Linked DNA regions of Zea mays: all the other regions are linked to region 2. A link is a contact called in public Hi-C data. All regions are on one chromosome and are shown on one strand. Each heading gives the region's core, a stretch centred on a gene start, on an enhancer-like site or on the middle of the called end of the contact. The rest is flanking DNA. Distances are from core to core; before and after follow the strand shown. Region 1 overlaps LOC103635738 (E3 ubiquitin-protein ligase KEG). Region 2 holds the start of LOC100194393. Region 3 holds the start of LOC103635734 (phospholipase A1-Igamma1, chloroplastic).

What was found. Hi-C and Micro-C count contacts between places; a contact is called where the count stands out from the background.
Region 1: a Hi-C map of leaf shows a contact between it and region 2, with 8 times the contacts expected there. The contact joins the enhancer-like site here to the promoter of LOC100194393 in region 2. A contact is called at or near these places in 15 of 25 Hi-C or Micro-C datasets (bundle sheath, ear, leaf and 4 more) and 2 of 3 datasets of contacts at active chromatin or transcription factors (leaf and seedling).
Region 3: a contact with region 2 is called in a Hi-C map of tassel, with 2.3 times the contacts expected there. The contact joins the promoter of LOC103635734 here to the promoter of LOC100194393 in region 2. A contact is called at or near these places in 3 of 25 Hi-C or Micro-C datasets (bundle sheath, ear and tassel).

The regions. Positions count from the first base shown.
Region 1 is chr8:116,611,217-116,615,787 of Zm-B73-REFERENCE-NAM-5.0, forward strand. It overlaps LOC103635738 (E3 ubiquitin-protein ligase KEG), which reads right to left. Exons shown (of 15, transcript XM_008658118.3): 14 at 4,275-4,463; 15 at 2,279-4,198. The coding sequence ends at 2,648. Among protein-coding and RNA genes, the nearest start is that of LOC103635738, 24 kb to the right of the region's middle. Within about 2 kb of position 2,280, at least 18 of the 20 cell types and tissues checked have an H3K27ac peak or open chromatin away from gene starts, as enhancers often do. A contact at or near this core is called in bundle sheath, ear, leaf and 4 more, where this site is marked.
Region 2 is chr8:116,471,901-116,476,098 of Zm-B73-REFERENCE-NAM-5.0, forward strand. It overlaps LOC100194393, which reads right to left and starts at 1,419. Exons shown (of 4, transcript NM_001352342.1): 1 at 760-1,419; 2 at 475-600; 3 at 1-383. The coding sequence starts at 985.
Region 3 is chr8:116,306,490-116,311,115 of Zm-B73-REFERENCE-NAM-5.0, forward strand. LOC103635734 (phospholipase A1-Igamma1, chloroplastic) reads right to left here and starts at 2,715. Exons shown (of 2, transcript XM_008658116.2): 1 at 1,205-2,715. The coding sequence starts at 2,592.

The sequences.
Region 1 (4,571 bases), core at 1,030-3,529, 140 kb after region 2:
TGTCCTTTGCAGTTTCATTTTAAAAAATGGACCCCAACCTTGGCGCCATCATCATTGGCGCCGAGGTAACACACAGCGACGCCAGTACCATTGGCGCCAATTTTTCCTACGTGGCAGCCGATGTGGCAAGTCCCAGGGGGTCAGCGCCATAGATCTTGGCGCCAACCCCCCTTGACGGTGGGTCCGGTGCTATCCAGGGGGTCGGCGCCAAGATCTATGGCGCCGACCCCCTGGGACTTGCCACATCGGCTGCCACGTAGGAAAAGTCGGCGCCAATTATGTCGGCGCCACTATGTGTTACCTCGGCGTCAATGATGACGGCGCCGAGGTTAGGGTCCATTTTTTGAAATGAAACTACAAAAGGCATAATTGTGCAAAAAACCTCAAAAGAGCTAAAATGCAAAAAAGTTGGCTTATATGGGCCACGACATCCAATAAAATCACATATAAGTAGTTATCCCGGTGGTATAAGTACTATGTTTTTAATTTGACAATTAAGGTTTAAGTCTTGTTGATCCCTGTTTTTTTTTCTTTTTTATATTTTTTCTGGCACATCCTAATCGTGGCAGCTAGATCCACCGCTGCGGTGAAGTACTCGATGATATGATTGAGGACACCCCTTGGTTGACGTGGCAAGCGCCATGCGTGTGCTGATGATATAAGCTAAGGATTGAGAGGCAAACATGTATTCGATCCTGGCACCAGTATACCACACAAACAAAATGACTATCTCTGCAAATGAGACTTGCGACAGGATAAGTCACGAAAGAGACGGCAACAGAATTGAGAGAGGTTATTGTCCTTGCCAATCCAAGCGTCATATTCCGGATTTGGTGTGGGCTCGGAATCTAGGTAAATTATATAATCTAGTGCAAATAATTCAAGTGGCAAACAAACAACCATATTATGTGGATAGATTATATAATTTCAAGGTCAGATTATGATAATCCCATAATTTATTTAAGATGAGTTTATTGGAGATTATTTTTGGTAAAAGATCCACTGCCTATGGTTATGTTACTAGAAATTACAACGTCTGTCATTCACTTTTCTTCACGAACATGCTAAACCCGAAACCCCAGCACATTCCATCCAGCCATCGCATCGCTTCTCCAATCCAACCCGCCTGCAGCATGTCCATGAACAACCCGTTCACGACGACGGCTGATCCACGGTGGCAGCGCGGCTGCAGAGCTTCATGTCGCGGGCAGAGGAGGTCGCACCTCTATCCATGGCGTGCATGAGCGGCGGACGTGACCTTGCCAATAACACCGCCGGTGCAGGGCGCGACCTCGACCCCATGCTTGCGACACGCACCATCAGCCACGGTCGTGAACTAGAGAACGGCGGCACGGGCTCGTCAACTGTGTCATGGGGCGTCATCAACTGTGGCGCATGGCGCGAACTACCGAATGCCGGCATCGCCACAGTAGTCCACGGCGTAGATGCTGCCTACCATAGTTCGGGTGTGCTCTAGCTGCTCGATAAAATGTTCACAAGAAACATACATGTGCATGCCTCTGTTGTAGCTTCTCGTGGATGAATAACATTCATGATCAAATTGCCAATGCATTATTTGCTAGAATAATACCATTTTCTTTGTAGCGTACTTTCTTATAGAACAATAATATGTACTCGTAGGAATGATAAGCATGGATCAAATCGAATTAAGATAAGGCTTTATTTATATTTATTTTTAAAATAAAATAAATATAGAGACCTAACAAATTGTAAAGAAATATTTAGATCACGATCCATACCACCCTTATATACAACAAATTGTAAAGAAATATTTAGATCACGATCCATACCACCCTTATATACTTGTATAATCTACACTACCAAACAGTTGCATACGATAAATTATAATCTAGATTATATAATTCAGATTATAATCAAGATTATATAATCTTTAAGGTGAAATAGACAGGCCATTAATTCCTCATTTTGTGGAGATTCCTCATTTATTTTGTGGAGGTGGCATTAGAGGTAACAGTTGTGGAGGTGCCATTAGGGTACCAGTGAGCTCTAAATTTTATACTATAAGATTAAAGGATCAGACTCTATTTCTATTCATTTTTAAACTAAACTTTATTTAGAGCCCAACCATTTTGTGAAATTATTTAGATCACGATCCATTACCACACCAACACTGGTGCCACGCATACACAGCAGTGCAGTTTGTACCATATACGTCATCATACTCGTATGCCACTGAGCAGCTTGCAGTAACTCCTGGTACACGCGGCATTGCCAGCCACTCGGTGCACAACGAGTCAGCACATACAAGACCAGTAGACCACTATCAATCAAATTAATGTTCAGGTCCGAACCTGTACACTGGTATATATGGTACACTGAAACCCAAAAGGTATCAGGCGGCATAATTATACATGTAGACCAAAGGGAAAAAAACCTAGGTGGTGGTTATCAACTCTAGGAGTATTTCACTATCGCTGTCTTCTCATTCCCCGGTTATCAACAAGAAATACACCCTGCCATGCATGCCTATGCGATGATAACTATGTGCAACTTGCAACTCCACTGCAGGTTGAGATTTTGCTAAATTTGAAATGCTGCAAAATGGATGGGTGCAAGAAATGAGATATGGGGTCAAAAGAATACCACAAGCCTATGAACAAAAAGGTCAAAAGCCATTAGAAGCCTCCGTCAATAAATGGGCATCATCAAGAACGACATCAGCCGGGTCCCCAATCCAAAGTCTATCCCTCCACCGAAACTTTATCCTCAGCTTTCCGTTTGCATCCACACCCACAACCTCGCCTTTGCTCGCGTAGGTCTCCATCCCCCAGCCCCATCTGGGGGATACAAGACCAGATCGTATCCGTACTTTGTCACCTTGTCTGAAGGGCCTCACCTTTTCCACCTCCCATGCTTTGCATAACCACAGCCTCTCACAGAAGCAGAAAGCAATCCAGAGCTCTCCATCATCAGCCCGGTGGACCACCCCTATACTGCTGTGGTTCACATCACCCCATTGATACACTGGGGTTCCAACTGAGTCCTTAACCTTCACCCAGTCCCCAATACAGACTTCCTCCTCGTCCTCCACTTTTTCCACCTCTGCTGGGTCTGTCAACCAAGCCCTGGCACCAGCTGGTGTATGAATCCTCAGTTTCCCATCTGCGTCAATAGATGAGATTGTCCCTATGCTTGAATGACTATGATTGGACCAACCAAATCTTGGCTGGCGGATACAGCCTCTGATTCGAACACGCTGCCCAACAACAAACTTGCTAACTCCTTCAAGCTGGCTAGAAGGCCCAATCCACCTTTCCTGCTCACCACAAAAAGCGACATGAATGGTTCCATCCCAAGCATCACCTTGATATCCCACCCCATGCACCACACCAATGCTACCAGGCTTGAGTGATCTCCACTGCTCCACATCGTTCCTCAGCCTAACCCACTCTCCAACCTCGAAGATATTCTCAATTTCAAGATCTGCAGGATCGCCTCTCCACAATCCCGGCACACCAAAGAAGGCGACCCTTACTTCTCCATCAGCATGTACACCAGCGATGATGCCTCTAGAATCAGGGTTCGCATCTCTCCATCCCCATCTAGGCTCTGAAATTCCAGCACGGAACCGAACATGCTGACCAATTTTTACTGTCTGCACTTTCTCAATGTCTGTGTTATGGGTTAGCCACTTCCCATGCCTGAAACAGCCAGCTAACTCCAAGTAACCAGAGTCCTGAATGCTATGGACTACTGCAATGTTTATTCTCCCAACACTATTCCAGTCATAAGTAGGTCTGCTCCCAATACTTGGTTTTGGGCGGACCCAATCTCCAACCTCAAAAGCTGAAAGCCTCTCAGCGTCACCAGGAGCAACCTTCCATAAGCTTTTTCGGCCAGAAACCTTGATATTTAAAGTCCCATCCATGTCAATCCTTGATATGGCTCCAATAGTAGCTGCAGTTTCATTTAACCAGCCGAGGCGTGGCTCAGATATGGAAGGTGACACATGAACTTTTTCCCCTACTTCAAATGGTTGTGCCTTCTCGATATCTGCAACTGAGCAAAGAAAAAGCTTGCTTCTAAAGCAGAAAGCAACACCCACATCTCCATCATCTTGTAGACTATGAATTATCCCAATACTATTTCGAGTCACATCCTCCCATCCATATTTGGGTGAGGGAACTGTCACTTTGACTCTAATCCAATCGCCAACCTGCAAATATAAATGGAAGGTAATGATCCAAAGAAAATCGATTAAGGCATTAACATGAATATTAAAAAGTTTATACCTTGAAGTTCTCAATCTTTTCCATGTCCGATGGATCTGCCTGCCATGGTGCAGCCCGATTAGGAATATCAATGATGAGCAGGCCATCACTCTCGATGTCAATTATTTTCCCAACACTGTGATGAGTCTCACCGCCCCATGCATATCTGGGCTCTGCAACAGACCTCTTTACACATACTTGGTCCCCAATCTGGAATTTCGTTTTGCAAAAACAAGAACATAACTAAGAAAAAACAAACAGGCACCAAAATTCCACGAAAGCACAAATATACGAAAGGTGAGTTTCCATTGCTGTATA
Region 2 (4,198 bases), core at 169-2,668:
CTGCGCCGTGACGAACAGCGGGATCAGCCCGTCGCTGAACTCGTGGTACACGTTGCCCGTGTACCCGCCCGTCGAGAGCACCACCGCCGGCACGCCGCGCGGGTGCCGGACGTCGCACCGCCGCCGCAGGGCGCTGGCGCTCGCGTTGTGGCCGCCCGGCACGGGCACGATGGTCACCTCGTCGATGCTGCTCATCACGCTGTCCTCGAACTTGCGCGTGTACGGCCGCACCTTCTCGGGGCCGCTCCCGCGGGCCGCGTTGTACAGGAGCACCGACGAGGTGGACGGGTCCGTGCGCACGTCGCCGCGCAGGTAGCACACGTCGCTGCGGTAGTGGCTCCGGTCGCAGCACAGGACGCCCTCCTCGCCGTGCCCCGCCTCACCTGCACCAGTTCGTTTCGATTCGGTTGGGTTTCGATCCGGTCGGACATAGCTACCAAGCTGATCCCCCAGCCAAGCCAATAAGCAACTCACCGCTGATGAAGGCGGAGCAGGGGAGGGAGGCCACCGACCGCGTCTCCTCGCGGGCCTCGAGGCTGTTCTGGTTCGACGGCAGGTGGGTCTTGAGCGCCTCCAAGTCCTCCCGCCTGTCCACGCGCTCTGCGGGGAGGGGGGGGGGGGGGGGGGACGAGTCGCCGTTTCAGCGCACGCGAACGCAGGGAGCGAAGGACGGAAGGAGACGCGACCAATCCAGCATTCCATGGCTGCGACCCGGCGAGAGAGCAAGAAGGGGTTTGGGGACTCGGGCGCCCGGCTTACCTGAATCGGCGGTGGAGACGACGAGGGAGGCGCTGGGGATGCGAAGCACGGTGACGACGCTGTACACGGTGAGCACGAGCAGGGGCACGAGGCGGCAAGCATACCGGCTCCTCCCGCCGCCCAGCTTCTTGTGCGGCGGCGGCGGCGGCGACGGCGGGGACCTCCGGATCCACGACGGGCAGCAGGAGTGGGCGGACGGCTTGTGATGCTGCGGCAGCTGCATCATCCTCTGGCTCTCGCTCTCTCGGCTATCCCTTCCTCCTCCCTAGCTCCCTCGCTCTCACCGCCGCATGCTACGCCGCCGCCGCTGCTCTCCCTCCTTGCTTCCTTTGCTGCCACGCCGCGCGCGCTGAGCTAAAACAGCTGACCTCACACACCAGGGATATATGCAGCTGGTGGGATAGAATGGCGAGGAGGTGACGAAGTGGAGGCGAGATATGATGCTAGCCGCATCTGATGATCATATTCATGGGGGCGGAGTTGGGGTGGGGAGCAGAAGAGGTGAGCGGTGGAGGAAATGACGAAGGAGAATGCAGAGCACCGGGCTCACATGGAAGACAAGGAGAAACAGGGTGTTTTGATGACGTGTGCTAAACTTCCTCCCCTCTGTCTGCAGCTAATCCGTGTAGTTCCAACTGGTCAAAAGTCAAAGCCATACGGTGTGAGAAATGGGTTGTTTAGATTCTAGATTAATAATTATTGCAGGTTCTCCGTTCTCACACAACAGGCCTAGTGTGGCTTCGGGCTGGGCATGGGCCTGAGCCTGAAACAGCCTGGTCCAAAAGCACCAGGGTCAGTCAACCCAGGTCGAGTAATCCAGCGTCCAGCCTATACGGGCTAAGGCTGGATCCAACAAGGTCCCCTAAAGGGTTCTCTACCCTAAATATAGAGGACCAAACGGTCTTCTACACTCTCCAGCAACGTCCTCTAAACGGTCCTTTAAATTTAGAGAACGCTGCTGGATTCTCTATATATAGAGTTTCTCTAAACGATTCTCTATTCATTTGACTACTTTAAATAACCGGTTTAGTAAAACTAAAATATATACAATATTGTTGGAGACTTGTTCTCAAATGCTATGAATTAAGAACAAGGCAACATAAAATGTTAAATGTTAACGTCCTTCGTCCACGAAGCATTATTCCCTTGAGGATAATGAACCTTGGACGAAAGTTGATGAGAATATAATTACGAAGGTTAAGTCTTCGTAATTGAATTTTAATAGATTGTATAAAATAACATAAAATAAAGGGTATCAAAGGTAAATGAATCATAAACGAATCGTATTATATTTACTTAATATATTGAATCATTGAATATAGTTATACCTCTACCTTGGCAAAGGTTGGTTCCCGAATGATGCGATTGCCATTACCAGAATGCGTGAACAGTAAAGGAATACTGTTCACTATTTATAGACACAGGACACAGCCTGTGAAGAATTACAATTATGCCCCTCATAAAAGTTTACAACATTGACTCAGACCTTTATGGACTAAAAGGTCATTCTATCTTTAAGTCGGTTTGTAATACCGAAGCTTCATGAAGAGGAACCTTCGGCCATCTCATACAAACAACTTCAGCCGAAAGCCGCTTCTTCCTACAAGACCTTCGGCGACGAAGCATAGTCCCAACAGTAGCCCCTTTCGTGGTGCTAGATCGTTTTTCGTAACGAGCTTGATCCGTGAAAAAAGTCTCTTAAGCTTCGGGGAGCCGAAGGTCCAAAAAACACCTTCCCTGAGCTCGTTGTCGAGAAACGATTCAGTTTCCCAGCGCGTAGCGGTCCCACCTTGCAGAGTTACTGTTTGTCTCTGCGGTCCACCACGCAGCGAGTGCAAGCGGGTGTCCGCCTGGTGTAAAAATCCTGGCGCTTCGCCTTCTTACCTGCAGTACTATATAAACAGACGAGTAGGTGTGAAGTTACCACAGCATTCATTGCTATTTGCACTGTTTTGCTGCCAAAATTTTTAACCATCGCCGAAGCTTGACTCTCGGAATCGAACGAAGCTCCAACTTGAAGCCTGCTTTGTCAGAAGAAAAAACTTCGGAAGAAAAAAGTATTTAATTTCCACAAATTCATAATTAAATGGCCAGAGTGCGTTCTACCGCTGGGGTTGAGCGTGAGGGGGCGAAGCTGAAGGTTCGGAGACTGTTCCCATCTTCGAAGCGATGCAACGATCCGGGCTGGTAACTTCGGAAAAGATCCCCAGCGATGATGCAGAACAAGCAGAACAGGCAACTGCCGAAGCAGAAGAAGAAAATATTGAGGAAACTGATCCCGAAGATGATTATCGTATTGCCATGCCGAGCAAGCCCAGCCACTTGGACTTCGGAAAGTCTACTGTTTCGAAGGTTGATCTCTCCAAGATGGTAAAGTCGGGTTTTTTCAGTGAAAATCAGAAGAAGCTATTACGCTTCGGGGGAGAAGAAACTACCCCAAAGCCGGAGAAGGATGAAATAGTCATTTTCAAGAGCTTTCTAAAGGCTGGATTAAGATTCCCCCTACATGGGATTATTGCAGAGGTACTGAAGAGATTTGGTATCTACTTTCATCAGTTGACTCCTAACGCTATCGTTAGGCTTAGTGTTTATATCTGGGCACTCCGAAGCCAAGCGGTGGAGCCGTTTGCGGACAGCTTTTGTCGAGTTCACGAGCTGCACTATCAGACGAAGGCTAGAAAAGATGGATTGCATGATAATTTTGGTTGCTATAATTTTGCTTATCGGAAAACCACAAAGTTTCCTGTAATCAGTTACCAAAGCAAATGGGCAGCAGGCTGGAAGTCGGAGTGGTTCTATGTCAAGGTTGATGATGACAAGGAAAAGCTTGTGCAAAGTCCACTTGAATTAATCTTCGGAGAAACCCGACCTCGTTGCAACATGACACCAGAAGGTCCAACCCAACAAGCGTTGGATGAATTCAGAATTATTGCAGAGCATATCAGTACAAGAGACCTGGTTCAGGAATTTTTGGCTTTCAAGGTTTTTCCTAGTTTAAAAGAATGGGAAATGCCGAAGCTAAAGGGGGAGAAGAAAAAAGGTGAACTTGTGTGTTTACCTTACTATTTCAAGTTTAAGAAATACTTTAAAACACCTTGCCAAGAGTGGCTGGATACAATTGAAGTAATGTGCAATGAAATACTTGGCAATTACTCCAAAAAAGAAGATCAGTTGATGACTACGAACTTCGGCACCCGTCCGAAACGAAGACTGAATCGAGTGCTGGACGCCTTGGGTTTTGAATACCCTGACTATGAAAATCTGAATAAAGGTGTCGGGGGCCAGAAAAGGAAAAGGATAACTGAAGCCTTAAATGAAGATGAGAAAGAACTATCAAAGAAGAAAATTCCGAAGAAGAGGAAAGCGTCTTCTCCGAAGCAAAAAATATCCGACGAAGAAGAAACCCCCGCATCACCCTCTGCCACTGACGTGGAGGAAA
Region 3 (4,626 bases), core at 1,465-3,964, 160 kb before region 2:
TTTATCTTTCTTCGCACGATACTTAGGAGGGCGTTTGACAGTGCTCACACAACTCCGCTTCTAACGAGAATCACTCCCGCAGAGCCAAACGGTAAAAATCTGAACTGCTCCATGGTGGGAGTGGAGTGAATCTAGCCTCTATTTTGTACTAGAAAGTGGGAGGCAAAAAACATGCTTCCCACCGCACCCCTAATCTACTCTCTACTCTCTAACCCCTCAGGAATCACTTAACAGTCTATTTGCCAAAAGGTTTTTGTGCTAGAGAATCAATTGGAATCACTCTATTAGAGAATTAGCTCTCGGAGCTATAGAATTATGGAACGAAGCTCTGTTAAACAAGTCCTTAGATAGATTCACTCGATATCCAGATTCTCTTCATGACAAGATTTTCAGAAAAGCTTCTTAGAAAAAGCCCGAACCAATCAAACCTATGGCTATGGCTGAGAGGAGGGGATGGGGAGAAAGAGATCGATCACCACGTGGACGGTAGGGCCTTCAAATGTGCATTTGATACATATATTCGTCATCAACACTAAAAAAATCGTCATCTACCTCCAAACCTCACAAGCCTGGAATCTCTTTAAACAACTGTGCGTTGAGCATCTTGCACCGATCGGTTTGGAGGTGGTGTACGACTGGATCAGATCCCCTCGTTCATCATCATCCTTTCCGTGCAATCTGGTGACTAGGCTGTCATATCTGTTACTACTCTGTTAGTTGAGCACTTGAGCCCATGCCATGTAGGCCACTAGGCTCCTCCTTCCCCATGATTCGATTCGATGTTCGTCTCAACTAGTCTATCTATCTATATAATCTATTCGTACACGACACGACACCAATATAATGGCTGCAACGTTGCATGCACAATTTGCACACATTTAATTTGTCTCCAACCAAACCTAATCAATTTTTTATATTTGAAAAAAAATAATGCACAGCACAAGGCGCACGTTTGTTTAAAAAAAACACAGTCAAGTCACTCTCTCTCTCTCTCTCATAAAAAATGGAGGCCAGAGTCAGCCCAATTGCTAGGTCCTTGCATGCATGCCTGGCTGATGACGCGCTAGTTAATATCGCCGTCTAATCGCACGACACAGCCGCAGCCGCAACCGCTCTGCCTGGTGATAGCTTGTCTCAAGATGTCAAGCAATGAAGCGACGACGGCGACGCTGTCTGTTACTGTTAAGGTTAGGTGGCTGCTTACCCGTCGATGAGGTGGAGGTGCGCCTCCAGGTCGTGGTAGCACGCGGGGTCCAGCGTGTCCTTGAGGAACGGCGAGCGCTTGTGGTCGAGCGGCAGCTCCACGCCGACGTGGGCGTAGCACCAGGGCACACGCAGCAGGCCTTCCGCCACGCGCCGCACCACCTCGGGCGCCCCCTCGTTCAGCAGGATCCCCGGCATCCGCGTCACGTTGTCGTGCACGTTCACCACCCGCAGCGCCCTCACCCCGAGCTCCTCCTCGAAGCGCCGCTTGAACGCCGTGTTGCCCACCCGCGGGCCCCCGAACGAGAACACGCACACGGGCGCGGCCTCCATGTTCGCGCCGGTCTCCGCGATGTCGTAGGCGCTCAGCATGGCCAGCGCGCTGCCGAGGCTGTGCCCGGTCACCGTCACGCTCACGTCCTCCCCCGCCGCCGTGTAGCGGCCCACCAGCCGGCGGACCTCCGTCAGGACCTGCTCGCGCGCCGAGTACTTGCAGAACCGGCAGCTGGGGTCCCGGTCCGTGTACAGGTCCACGAACCCGGCCAGCACCTTCACCTCCCGGTCCGGGCACGGGATGCCCTCCTCCGCCACGGGCCGGAGGAAGTCCATGAGGTCCGACACCCATTCCAGCCGCGTCACCGTGCCGCGCCACGCGATGGCGATGTCGCGCCGCCCCAGCCGCGCGCTCTCCTCGTCCGTGGACACGGCCACGTACCCGATCCAGCTCGCGCTCTGGCTCCAGATCCTGGCGCCCGCCCGGGACTGCGGGAACAAGTTGGGGAACCGGATGTTGGACGTCGCGAACAGGTACCGGGACACCACGTAGCCGCGCGCCGCGTCCGCCATGCCCAGCCGCTCGAACAAGTCGCGCCGCGAGTACTTGCAGCTGCCGCAGTAGCGGGACGACGGGTCGTAGTCGAAGGCGTCGTAGCAGGCCTGCGCCAGCTCGCCGTACCGGATCAGCTCCGACCGCAGCAGCGGGTCCATGGGGTCCAGGAGCCCCGCCCAGTCGTCGCACCCGTGGATCTCGCGCCACCGACTGCGCAGCTCGTCCCGATGCTTCCCCGCGCCGCGGCGCCGAGCGTTGTCGTCGTCAAGGAACTGCTGCTCCTCTTCTTCCTCCTCCCGCTGCTCTTCGTCTTCTTCTTCCAGAACGTCGTCGCGGTACTGGGCGTTCGCCACGTCGTGCTCGAGCCTTCCGACGAGGGAGGCGACCGCGTCGTCCTTAGTGGCCGCCAAGCGAAGCCGCAGAGTGTTTGAGGTGGTGAGTGATCGCCATCGGCGAGGGGCTGGGCCGCCCGATAGGAAGGAGAGGTGTGGGTGAGTGCTAGCATGGTGGGGAAGAGTCGGTAGCCGGGCGGGAAGGTCGCGGCAGGAGAGGGGCGCCATTGGAAGGCGGCTGAGGTAGTCGTCGTCTGCGGTCTGCTGGATGCGAGGAGAAGAACCGAGGAGACCCAGTTTTGTGCTGGTGCCCACCAGCGACCAACGAGCAGGAGCTGGACGTCAACGCAGCGGGTAGCTAGCCTCAGTGATAATAAGTACTATTTTATTCAATATATCAGTACTCCTTAGACTTGAATTGACGTCACATTGGTTTGATATCGGTAGAGTATTGCCATTGTACTCAAGCTTTTGCGCTCACCTACTGTATTTCACATTTCCTATTGTACGGCTGAGTGCTGACCGGTATGTTTGGTCGCAGTAGTTTACTTTAGATTTTGAAAGGGAATTACAAGTATTAAATATTTATAAAATTAATTATATAGATAAAAGCTAAACAGCGAGACGAATTATTAAGCATAACTAAACTTATTTTTAATACTCGTAATTGATATTTAAACATTTATTTTGACACTTACTAAAGTCAGGACACCAAACGCCCCTTTAACAGCAACAGAGATGTTTGGTCCTAAAAATATAAAGTTTAGGATACTTTTTATTGTTGGATTCAGATTAGATACTATCTCCCGAAAATAAAGCAAAAATTAGACGCATGTGATTTAGCAAATCCCTATTTTATTGAACTGCCATCAATATAAGGTCATGATCAGTTGACCACGCGAGGGGCGTGTTTGTTTTGTTGCTGACCTTACCTCACGAGTTGCCTTGTCAAGGCTAGAGCCAATATGACTAGCTCAAGTTATGGAGAAAACTAAACACACACATCCGGGTAACCATGATGCACATCATGTTGAGAAGCATTTGTGGCACTGGTCACGGCCGGACGGTCCGGTCTTGAGGACCGGATGCTGTGGCCCACGGACGGCCCATCTATAGGCGTGGACAGTCCGCGAATAAATCGAATCAGACGCAAATAATCGTTTTCTGTGCGAGTTTATCCTCTAAATCCACGGTTGTTGTTGGGAGACGCCTAGTAACGAGTCCAAACTTTCTCCCTTATATATATTAAGGGGTACGACCGATTGCAATCACCAACAATCGATCAAACAATCAATATACTTTCCGTTCTTTACATTTTTGCTCTAGGAGTAGATAGTAACATAGTTTTCCCTCTCTAATCTCCGTCTCTCTTAGACTCCACGTCGTTTAGAGGTGTCTTAGGTGGCCTGCTGACCCTAAGACAAACCCTAGAATCTCTCCTCGACGGGGTCCCTCCCAAGAGCGAGATCTAGGTGTTGTTGGTGGACCCGTCGCCTCTGCGCCCGCGCGGACCATCTAGCCATCAGGCGCGGACCGTTTGACTCGTCAGCATAAACCCTAGCCCCTACGCCAGGTCAAGGACCGTCCGACCCTCAGCAGTGGACCGTCTACGTTTCACATAAAGCACCGTCACCAATACACATCACAGTGATTGGCGCCTGGATCGGTACCAACACATTTTTTGGCGACTCCGCTGGGGAAATCAGTGAAGATCTATCAGAACGGTCCTTAATGGTCTGTTCAAAAGATAGCTCTCACGTCTCTCCCAGCAACATCATCGAGCTGACTATACAAACTCTGCCGGCTGAAGATTAGCATGAGTTCGAAGAACACAAGGAGCAGCTGATAAAGGAAGCACACACGAAATTCTTGGCCAACTTCAAACTTCAAAGTGGATAGGAATCACAAGGTCGTCCGGCAGCGGGCGACTGATCTGGCTTCACTTCGATCTGCTACAGCAACCCCCAAGGTAAGCGAAACAAATGAAATTCAATCTCTTAGAGCATACATAGATGAGCAGCGAGACCAAATGCAATAGACCATTGTGGATATGCAAAAATGATTATATGAGGCTAGCACGCGCATTTGATAAATCTATTGTCGCTAATTTTCCTTCGCACAAGGTTGAATCTGGAGAAAACACACGCGATTCATCGGCTACAGATTGGCATGACCAATCACAACCCCTTTACGGGATGCTGATAGACACATATCATAGACAACCACACCCTCCTATGCAAATTGGGGGTAAACCCACCGATC